2 separate regions of the Arachis hypogaea genome follow, and region 1 is linked to region 2. The links are chromatin contacts, called in public Hi-C maps. All regions are on one chromosome and are shown on one strand. The core of a region is the stretch at or near the end of the contact, and the rest is flanking DNA. Distances in the headings are between cores, read along the strand shown.

What was found. A called contact is a pair of places that touch in the nucleus more often than the background predicts.
Region 1: a contact with region 2 is called in a Hi-C map of an unstated tissue, with 6 times the contacts expected there. The contact joins the enhancer-like site here to the promoter of LOC112754956 in region 2. A contact is called at or near these places in 4 of 8 Hi-C or Micro-C datasets (leaf and an unstated tissue).

What each region holds. Positions count from the first base shown.
Region 1 is chr16:128,649,096-128,654,182 of arahy.Tifrunner.gnm2.J5K5, reverse strand. No RefSeq gene overlaps it. Among protein-coding and RNA genes, the nearest start is that of LOC112754960, 25 kb to the left of the region's middle. Within about 2 kb of position 1,307, at least 1 of the 3 cell types and tissues checked has open chromatin away from gene starts, as enhancers often do.
Region 2 is chr16:128,501,510-128,506,748 of arahy.Tifrunner.gnm2.J5K5, reverse strand. LOC112754956 (potassium transporter 4) reads left to right here and starts at 1,674. Exons shown (of 8, transcript XM_025802795.3): 1 at 1,674-1,847; 2 at 2,397-2,637; 3 at 2,745-2,990; 4 at 3,159-3,470; 5 at 3,693-3,745; 6 at 4,111-4,225; 7 at 4,314-4,568; 8 at 5,035-5,239. The coding sequence starts at 1,803.

The DNA of each region.
Region 1 (5,087 bases), core at 58-2,557, 150 kb before region 2:
AGAGGATATTGCCAAAAATTATTTTTGTAAGTTCAACTTAATTAACCATATATTTTAATTCAAGGGCATTGTGATCTTATTCTTTGACGATGTGAAACTCTAAAGCTGTGTTTGTTTATAGAGATAGGGATATAAAGACATAAAATTGTGTTTGATAGAGGAGACATAAACAGAGATAATGTGTCCAGAAATACTGAATTAATGTACAGAAAAGGACACGAAGATACTAACAAGAGACACAACTTATTTTTCATTTTTTCTTTCATTATTTTTGTTAATTTTTTATAATTATATTTTTTATTATTATATTTTTCATCTCAAATTTTATAAATGAAAAAAAAATGAGAATAAATTGAATTTTTATAATTTGTTATAGTTTATCACCAAACAGAATACAAAAACATAAAATTTTGTATCTCTGTTCATCAGTATCTTGTCCTGTTCTGTTCTCAGTGTCTTGTTCTATCCTATTCTCATAAACAAACGCAGCCTAAAAGTCTTATCCACATCTAATTATATCTTATTTATACAAAAAATATTATATATATACAAATATAAATTATTATATATTTATGTATAAATATATGTATAATTTAATTTATTTTTAATGTATATTTTGTAATTCAATATATATATTGATAATTGATTTTGATGACTTATTTTAACATACACTTAACTTAGTTGGATTTATATATATAAAGTAACCAGTGACAACTGAAATCATATTAAAATTAACTTTAAAAACTAAATTAAGTAAGGTTTTGGATTTTTGAATGAAAAAAATTAAGAACTTTTTATTATCAGCTGTTAATTTTCTTAGAAGGGATGAAGAAAATTAATTTGGTCCAGCAGAAGGAAAAGATCATAATAGCTCGAGAGAGAGATAGCTCCGGAGAGAAATTAAAGAGAGCGAGAAAGGCCTTTAATATATTTGTAGAAATCATGATGAAAGGTATTTGTTCCAATACAGAGTTATAATGTATATAGATAAACAAAAAGGGAGAAAGAAAGGGTATATAATATCTTGAAGACATAATAGAGATTATTAATTAATAATGTAGTCCAGTCTATTGAGAGTTGAGACTGAAGACAAAAGGAATAAATACCTGTCTTAGGAATAGTCGCTTCTCAATACAATGACTTGAAGGAGGAGTAACAATCAACAATGCAAGAACATATTAAATTATACATATGTCCGGAGCCAATTGTCCAAACAGAACTCAATTCCATGCTTAATGGTTAATGCATAAAACGTTAACCCAACAATAACACTAAACATTATTGGTATATTTCCTATAAAATCGCACCAAATTTTTCATTGCGTGGAGGTTCCCCCACTTGCCACTTGCGTTGGATTGTGAACTACGTCACACAGAGAGGGACATGTCTAAAAGTTCAAAAAGGATGGCTTCTAGTGATTATTTATTACTTCGTGCCCTTGTTATCTGTGTATGGTTCTATCTATTTTCTTTTTCCCTTCATTTTTGACCTGTGATTCTAATCTATACATGGTGGATTTTCTGTACTTTCTGTATTTCATTGAGGGAAAATTATACGAATCATACGGTAAGTTTTACGAGTTCTATATATTAATAGAAATATTAAAAATATTATTCATACACTAAAATTAATTATTAATATATTTATGTATAAATATATATATAGTTTAATTTATTTTTAATATATATTTATATTTTAATATTTATTTTATATTAGTGATTAATTTTAATAATTAATTTTAGTGTGCACATATTATAGTCTTTTATTATATACCAAGTATATATTCAAATAGGTCTCTAAAAAAATTTATATCAAATGTTTTCGTTTCCAAAATTTTTTTATTATGTTGAGCTCTTTAAATTTTACAAAAATAATATCTATAAATCTATACTGTAATCATATTTATTGTTTTCACTTGAACAAATAAATTCTAAAAAATGTGACGAAAGAATTTATATATCTTATTTTTATAAAATTTAAAAACTTCAATATAATAATTATTTTTAGGACCAAAACGTTTGGGTATATACTCTTTATTTTTAGGACCAAAACGTACTCAAGGAGAATGAGAGAAGGAGAGAGCGAGGGTGAGCGGTTGAGGGTGAAACACGGTGAGAAAGATGGCCATGCCATCGGAAGAGATAAGGGGGAGAACGTGGGTGGGTGTGTATCCGGTGTTAAGGAGGGTTCTTCTCGAGAGGGGTTAGAAAAGCCATCCAAAGTCTCTTTTAGAGATAAAGTTATTGGTACAGAAAAGTCTAAGGCCTTTGCATTAGTAGGGTCTTTATCTGGGGATGGTATCGCGACGGTGACAGGTAAGCAAGGTGATTCTCGTCCACCAAATGTCAGTTTTACCAAGGAGGCAAAGAGCTGTCTAGTTGAACCTTATAAGGAAGCCATCGTGATCAAGGTGCTGGATAAGCATTATGGCTACACGGCTCTCATGCATAAGCTTCGGATAGTATGGCGCATCAAAGGAGGGTTTGATTTGTTGGATGTGGGGTTTGGATATTTTTTGGTTAAATTTGATATTGCTGCGGATCGTGAGAAAGTCATTCTTGGTGGCCCGTGGTTAATAGACGGTCACTATGTTGCAGTAAAGCCATGGGATGTGGATTTTAGGCCATGCGAAAAATCCTTTGGATCAACGCTGGTATGGATTCGAGTCTCGGGACTTCCAATTTGGTGCTACCAGGAACAAGCAATGCTGCGAATTGCTTCTGCAATAGGGATTCCGGTGAAAGTAGATTTGGCTACTAAGCTTGCAGAAGGAGGAAAATATGCTCGAGCTTGTGTTCAAATTAATCTTGAGTTGCCTGTAATCAAACATATTATAGTGGAGGGTGTGACTTATGAAGTGGAGTATGAGAGTTTACAGTTGATTTGTACTACTTGTGCACGGTATGGGCATGATAAATTGTTGTGCATGGAGAAGGAGTCCTTGGAAGGAAACGAAAATTTCTTCGGTGATGAAAAAATAATGAAGCCCCGACATTAGTGCCACACAACAATCATGAGATTCAACAAGAGGCTGAATCAGAAGCTCGTGATTTGGGTGAGAATCCTCGTAATTTGGGTGAGAAATTAGGAGTTGTTAAAGGGAAGGATGTAGTTACGGAATCATTGGCTCCTCACGTGCCTGATGGTCATGTTAATGAGGCATGCATGGATGATGGAGAGGGCTGGCAACAAGTGCTACGTAAGGAAAAATTCACAATGGGCCAGTCATCAAGTTTGAAGGACCAAGATGGAAAGCAGCACAAGTTTAGTTCGAGAAGGGTTCCAAGGCCCAATTTGCATGGTGATGGAGGCAAATCAATTGGCATTAGGATGGGGAAGCGAGAAAAACATGAAATTGCGCCATCTCCATCGCGCAGAACTCCTGCACGTCGTGGAATCTCTCTACGGAAGCGTCCTCGGCCTTCCTCCTTGCAGAACTCGCCAGTTGATAAAAATGGTGGCACAACGGAGGAAACCTTAGTAGATGGAAGCATGGCAGGTGCAGTGTCAGGAGGTCCAAAGGTGGCAATTATTGAGGATCAGAGTGTGCCAGTACCGCAGGACAAACCACCTATTGAGGTTGGTGATTCTGTTTAGAGTTTATGTTCTTATTTATCCTGTCCCTATTATTTATGGATAGTTTAAATATGATTGTTTGGAATATTAGGGGTGCTTCTAATAAGTTAGCCCGGGTGCATTGTAAGGAACTTGTTAGAAAATTTAGACCTATTTTTTTTATTGTGGTTGAAACTCACTCTCCTTTTCAGCATTTAAAATTATTTTGGGAAAGGTTGGGGTATCACTCTGTTGGTATAGTAGAAGCAGAGGGGTATAAGGGAGGTATTTGGTTTCTATCCTCTATGAAGGGTGTTTGTTGTAAGTTCATTGATGCTTTTGATCAGGGTGTTAGTGTTGAGGTTCACTTTGATAATTTAATTTGGAGGTGTAGTGGTATTTATGGCAGTCCTCAATTTAATAAAAGGGTTCTCCTTTGGGATTATCTTGTTGCACAATCCATGGTTTTTCAAGGACCTTGGATTGTTCTTGGTGATTTTAATGAAGTCAAATTTTCTCATGAATCTAAGGGCTGTCAATTTTCTCATCAAAGAGCCGACATGTTTGCTACTTCATTAGGGGATAGTGGTTTGTTTGATCTGAAGACTATTGGGAGGCAGTTTTCATGGTACAGGAGGGTGAAAAATTATGTTGACGTGGAAAAAAAGCTTGATCGAGTCTGTATAAATAGTAGTTGGTTATCTATCTTTCCAGAGGCTTATGCAGAAGTTTTAAATAGGCTTCAGTCTGATTATTGCCCTATTCTGGTGCGTTGTAAAGGTCGTCCTCAGCCTAAAGGGAATCGACCTTTCTGATTTGTTGCTGCTTGGGCTACTCATCCTGGGTATAGGGATATTGTGAACCAGTCATGGTGGTCTGGTAATAGAGGAATTCATGGTAAGCTTTCGGAAGTACAGAAGAATTCACTAGAGTTTAACTCGAAGGTATTTGGTAACATTTTTGTTAAGAAATGTGAATTAGAGCAGCAGATTAATTATTTACAAAAGCGTTTGGAAGTGGTGGATAGTATTTATTTGTGTCAGAAAGAGCAACAGTTGCTTGATGATTATAATAATACTCTAGTGCAAGAAGAGCTCCTATGGTTCCAAAAGTCCAGAGAGCAGTGGGTAAGGTTCGGGGATAGGAATACAAGATTCTTTCATATTCAAACTCTTGCGCGAAGGAAGCATAACAAGATTCATGGCCTTTTTCTCAAGGATGGAGTGTGGAAAACTGATCCAGAGGTTCTGAGTCAAGAAGCAGAGTCTTTCTATAAAAGCTTATTCTGTCATTTGGATGATGTTGATTTGGGTTGCCTTGGTGATGTGCCTCTTCCTTCTCTGAATGAGGAAGCTTGCAATAACCTTACGGCACCAGTTACTATGGAGGAAGTCAAAGCAGCTGTTTTTCACATGAACTCTTTTAAAGCTCCAGGTCCTGATGGGTTTCAAACTTTCTTCTTCAAAGAATATTGGGAGATCATTGGTCTTGATGTTTGGAAGATGGTTAAGCAGGCATTCTCTGGTGTTCCT
Region 2 (5,239 bases), core at 425-2,924:
TGGGGTCCGGGTGGCGATGTGATTTGGGATTGGGGGAGTGGTGGTGTGGAGTAAAAAGAGAAGTTAGAGTTATGTTATATTATATTAGAGGGTATTTTAGAAATTTTAAATAATTTTTTAGGATTCGGGTAGTTTTGTTAGCAAAGGCCCATCTTTTTTATGGGTAGAAATGATAGTTTTATTTATTCGTGGATAGATTTATCAGCATTTTAAACTTTTATGAATAGAAAGGGCAATGTAAAAATTAAAAGATTATATACATAAAAAAATTTAAATTGGGGGGTCATTGCTCCCTTTAAAATGTATGAGGCTCCGCCCTGGGGATTCATGAAGAAAAAAAAAAAAGAGAAAGGTTAGGAATGGTTTGGGAAGAAGGAGAAAGAGGTTTCAAATTTTGTTACTTTTTAATTTTTAGTGGAATGCTAACTTTTGATTTTAAGTTGTTATCGTCATATTAATTAGATGCTAAATTCTGCTGTAATGAACTCGTCATTTTAAAGAAATATGTAAGATAAAAATTAACATTAAATTTATGTTTCAACAGTAATATTTATTTTCTGATGTGAATATCAGATTTTTCAATAGAAAATTTAACGATAATAAATGTATTTCTTGTAATAGAATAAGAGAAAAGAGTGGATAACCAAAAAAAGGGAAAGAAAGATATAAAGAAAATATCGACTCATCTAAAAGTTAGTACAAAGAGTGGAAAAAAAAATAAACACTATTTATTTTTTATTTTTTTACCATCAACACTTAATATTTTTGTACCACTAGTAATATGGAAATTAGATCAATAAAAGAAAAAACGAAACATGGTAAATTAACATTTAGCAATATATAATCATTTCCGCAACTCCGTTATTTATTTATTTTATTGTCTTAAAATATAGTGTTTTCTTTGGGTCATAAAAACCACATACACTTAAATGACCTATCCACTACACTGATTTGGCCATTTGAAGTGTGGGAGGCCAACTACCCAACCAAGTGAACCAACCTTCCAATCCAATAGAACATCACCATCAGAACCACACGCATACAAACATCGCGTGGTATTAACGCGCGGTTCACAGAATCACTGGCTCACTGCTCTCCTGTAGCTGCATGCACCAGTACTCATCCTGGTGCGCTGGATACGGATCGCTACACGCAAATTTCCAAATCAGCTTTCAATTTTCAGATTGCTTCTTGCTCGTTCTGTGGCTCTATTCCATTTGATCATTATTTATTTTCCCTCATTTATTAGTAATCTTATAAACCATATAATTTATTATTATTTTATGGTTTAATACTAACATTTAATATTTAACTAAATTGAATTATTGATCTTTCTTTGGAATCACTGAGCTAACTCGTGACTCATATTAATGTATGATTATACGATGATAACATTATATATATATATATATATATATATATATATATATATATATAATGATAATATTAGGTTGACAAAAAAAATAAATTTTATTTTATTTAATATTTGTTAATTATATTATTTTTTGATTAAATTTTTTAATTATCAAATATTTTTATATATTTAATTTTAAAACACCGCCATATACAAAACAGCTAAAAATAATGCATAAATAATTATTAAAAAAATGTACGATGACATAAAATATTTTATAATATTAATATATTAAAATAATATATATATATTAAAAAATAATATAATATAATATAACAAGAGAGTTGTATCGTGTTCAGTTTTGTTTGGTTTCGCTCTCTTTCTTTCGCTGCTTACAGTAGTCTACTATCATCTTCTCTCTCTCTCTCTCTCTCTCTCTCTCTCTGTGATGGAACCGGAATCTGGAGCTTCTACTTCTCGGAACCCTTCGCTGGTTAGGCTTCTTCCTCAACACGCTAACGCAGTGCTTTAGATTTATTCCGAAATTCAAGTGAAATGAAGTTCATTTTTTTTTCACTACTCTGAACCAATTCTGAATTCTACTTGTTTTGCCTCATTCTTCTTTCTGGAACTTTTTGTAACTGACTTTGCTCCGCACTCTCCTTGTTTTTTGTTTTTATTTATTTAATTTAATAAGTTTAAGCATATTTTTCATTCTTCATGTGAGTTCGTGTTTCTTGTCAACGCATGGAGGTGTGTGTCTTTGGTATCTGCTTGGATTCGCCACTGTTAAGTATTCAAATTATCTTGAACAACTGTTGAGAATGAGATATTCAATTATGCTGATTTTAAGTGTTTTTTCGAGTTCCTTTGATTATTATTTGTTTGCTTTTGTTTGATTTATGCCATTGTACTGAATTTCATTCTTTTGTGATGATGTGGTTTTCACTTCACTGATTCATTTTCCAGTGTTTTGGTTGTTTGAACTTGATTGAAGGATGGATAATCGATAATTTGTTTTGTCTGTTTTGGGACCTTTCAGTTATCATGGGTGAATCTCTCTAGGAATCTATTATTAGCATATCAAAGCTTTGGTGTGGTGTATGGAGATCTGAGCACTTCACCACTCTATGTTTTCACAAGCACATTTCGAGGCAAATTGCAGGATCACCGCGATGAAGAAACTATATTTGGAGCTTTTTCTTTGATTTTCTGGACACTGACACTAATACCGTTGATTAAGTATGTGTTCATCCTATTGAGTGCTGATGATAGTGGCGAAGGTATTTGAATGGCGGCCTTTATTAGGATTATTTTCTTGTAAGGTTGGTTATAAGTTATAGCTCTATGATTTTATTATGATCATATGGTGCAATACTGCTGTCTTCAGGTGGAACGTTTGCTCTTTATTCGCTGCTCTGCAGGCACGCCAAGTTTAATTTGCTCCCCAATCAACAAGCAGCTGATGAGGAGTTATCATCCTACAAATATGGTCCCTCGCAACAGGCCATAACCTCTTCTCCACTGAAGAGGTTTCTGGAGAAGCATAAAAGGTTAAGAACGGCACTGCTTATTGTGGTGTTGTTTGGTGCTTGCATGGTCATTGGCGATGGTGTTCTCACCCCAGCAATTTCAGGTAAGTGATTCATAATTAAAATTTGGGATGCCTGGAGCTTTGTAGCATCTTATTTTGTTGTGAACTGCTTCCAATATAATAATAATATAACAGAACTCGATTGGTTTTTTTACCTGAAGGCTTGCTTCTAATAAGAAACTAACAATTAGCCTGATCTTTACCATGCAGTTCTAGCATCTGTATCAGGGTTACAAGTTACGGAAAGAAAATTAACTGATGGTGAGCTTGTCCTGCTTGCCTGTGTCATATTGGTTGGGCTGTTTGCTCTTCAACACATTGGCACACACAAAGTGGCATTCGTGTTTGCACCAGTTGTAATCATCTGGCTATTATCGATATTTTCTATTGGGCTGTATAACACAATTTTTTGGAATCCTAGAATTGTTCGTGCATTATCCCCATACTATCTCATCAAGTTCTTTATCAAGACTGGTAAAGAAGGTTGGATTTCTCTTGGAGGGATACTTCTCTGTATCACTGGTATGTTAGTTCTGATCCTTTTTAACAGTTATATCATAGGATATGCTCTATAGTTTGTAGGGATGTTATGCATGATGTATTGATGTTCCTTGTTCTATTTACAATTGTATAAATTTAGTCAAAAATTTGAGTTACTAGAACTGTAAAACCTGAGATTTTAAGAAACTCAGATGCTATACTATACTAACTTACTAACTATTTGAGTTTTTTTTACCTCACCAGGAACTGAAGCTATGTTTGCAGATCTTGGTCATTTCACTGCTACATCGATAAGGGTGAGAAAAACTTGATGCTGAATTTCTTGCATCTGTTATGAATTATGATTTTATGATTCTTATTACTTTAGCTGTCCAATCATGTCACTAGTCTTGTTGGGCTGAGATTGTACCAGTTGCACTATGCTGGTACATGGCTTAAAGTATTATTAGAAATAAGTAGTACTTATAGTTGAGTGTTTTCTTTCTCCTTTTTTTTTTCTCTTCTTTTTCTCTTGCCCTCTTATCCACCATTTTCTCTATGAAATCAACATAATCAAATTGATCTTAGTTTTACAAATTACTACTATTTTCTGGGAAAGCAACAATAAGTAGTACATGCTCAATTGTCAAGAGATTCCTTAATATTTTCCTCCCTTTTGCAGATTGCATTTGCGTTTGTTATATACCCTTGTTTGGTGGTACAGTATATGGGCCAAGCTGCTTTCTTGTCTAAGAACCTTCAATCTATTCATAACAGTTTTTATGATTCAATACCTGGTTGGTCCATTCGTTACTCTCATTCGTTAATACTGCTTTGAGATTCAGTAATTTAGTGCAATTGCTAATTTTTTTGCTTCTCCTGCAGAACCTGTATTTTGGCCTGTTTTTGTTGTTGCCACCCTTGCTGCTATTGTTGGGAGTCAAGCTGTTATAACCGCAACTTTCTCTATCATCAAGCAGTGTCATGCACTTGGCTGCTTTCCACGAGTTAAAGTTGTCCACACTTCAAAACATATATATGGGCAAATCTACATCCCAGAGATAAACTGGATACTCATGATCCTGACTCTTGCAATAACCATTGGATTTCAAGACACAACTATAATTGGAAATGCTTACGGTAATATAAGGTTCCCTGCTCAAAAAAGCATACCCCCCGCCCCCCCGGAACCACACACACACACCCACAAAGACATTTGTCACTTTTTCACTTTACCAAAATCCTCATCTTAGAGGATCTTTTTCCTTGTGAGTATGGTAAATTTCTGTTCATTTGCTTCAGATCATTGTTTTCCTCTGATTATATGTTCGGATTGATAGTTCAATTAGTCAAAGTCCTAATAGTTGTTATGGAGAGCAAGAATACAATAATTACTGGCTTGTGGATGTGAAAATAATGATAGTATGGTTAATATCCCAGCCCTTTATTTATTTATTTATTTTTTTTCTGTTTTCTAGTTTGATGTGTTACAATTCCTGCTCTGCTACCTTGAATTCGGGAGTTTCTGCTAACAATGTTGTTACAAATTACAGTTTGAATGTTGGTTTTTTTCGTTTTGAATTTAATTCATGGCATTGATTTACAGGACTCGCATGTATGACTGTAATGTTTGTGACGACCTTTCTGATGACTCTGGTCGCAATCTTTGTCTGGCAAAAAAGTGTTGTGATTGCTATAGCATTCCTTTTATTCTTTTGGGTGATAGAGGGCACCTATCTATCAGCAGCATTCATGAAAGTGCCTCAGGGAGGATGGGTTCCTCTTGTCTTATCCTGCATCTTCATGGTTGT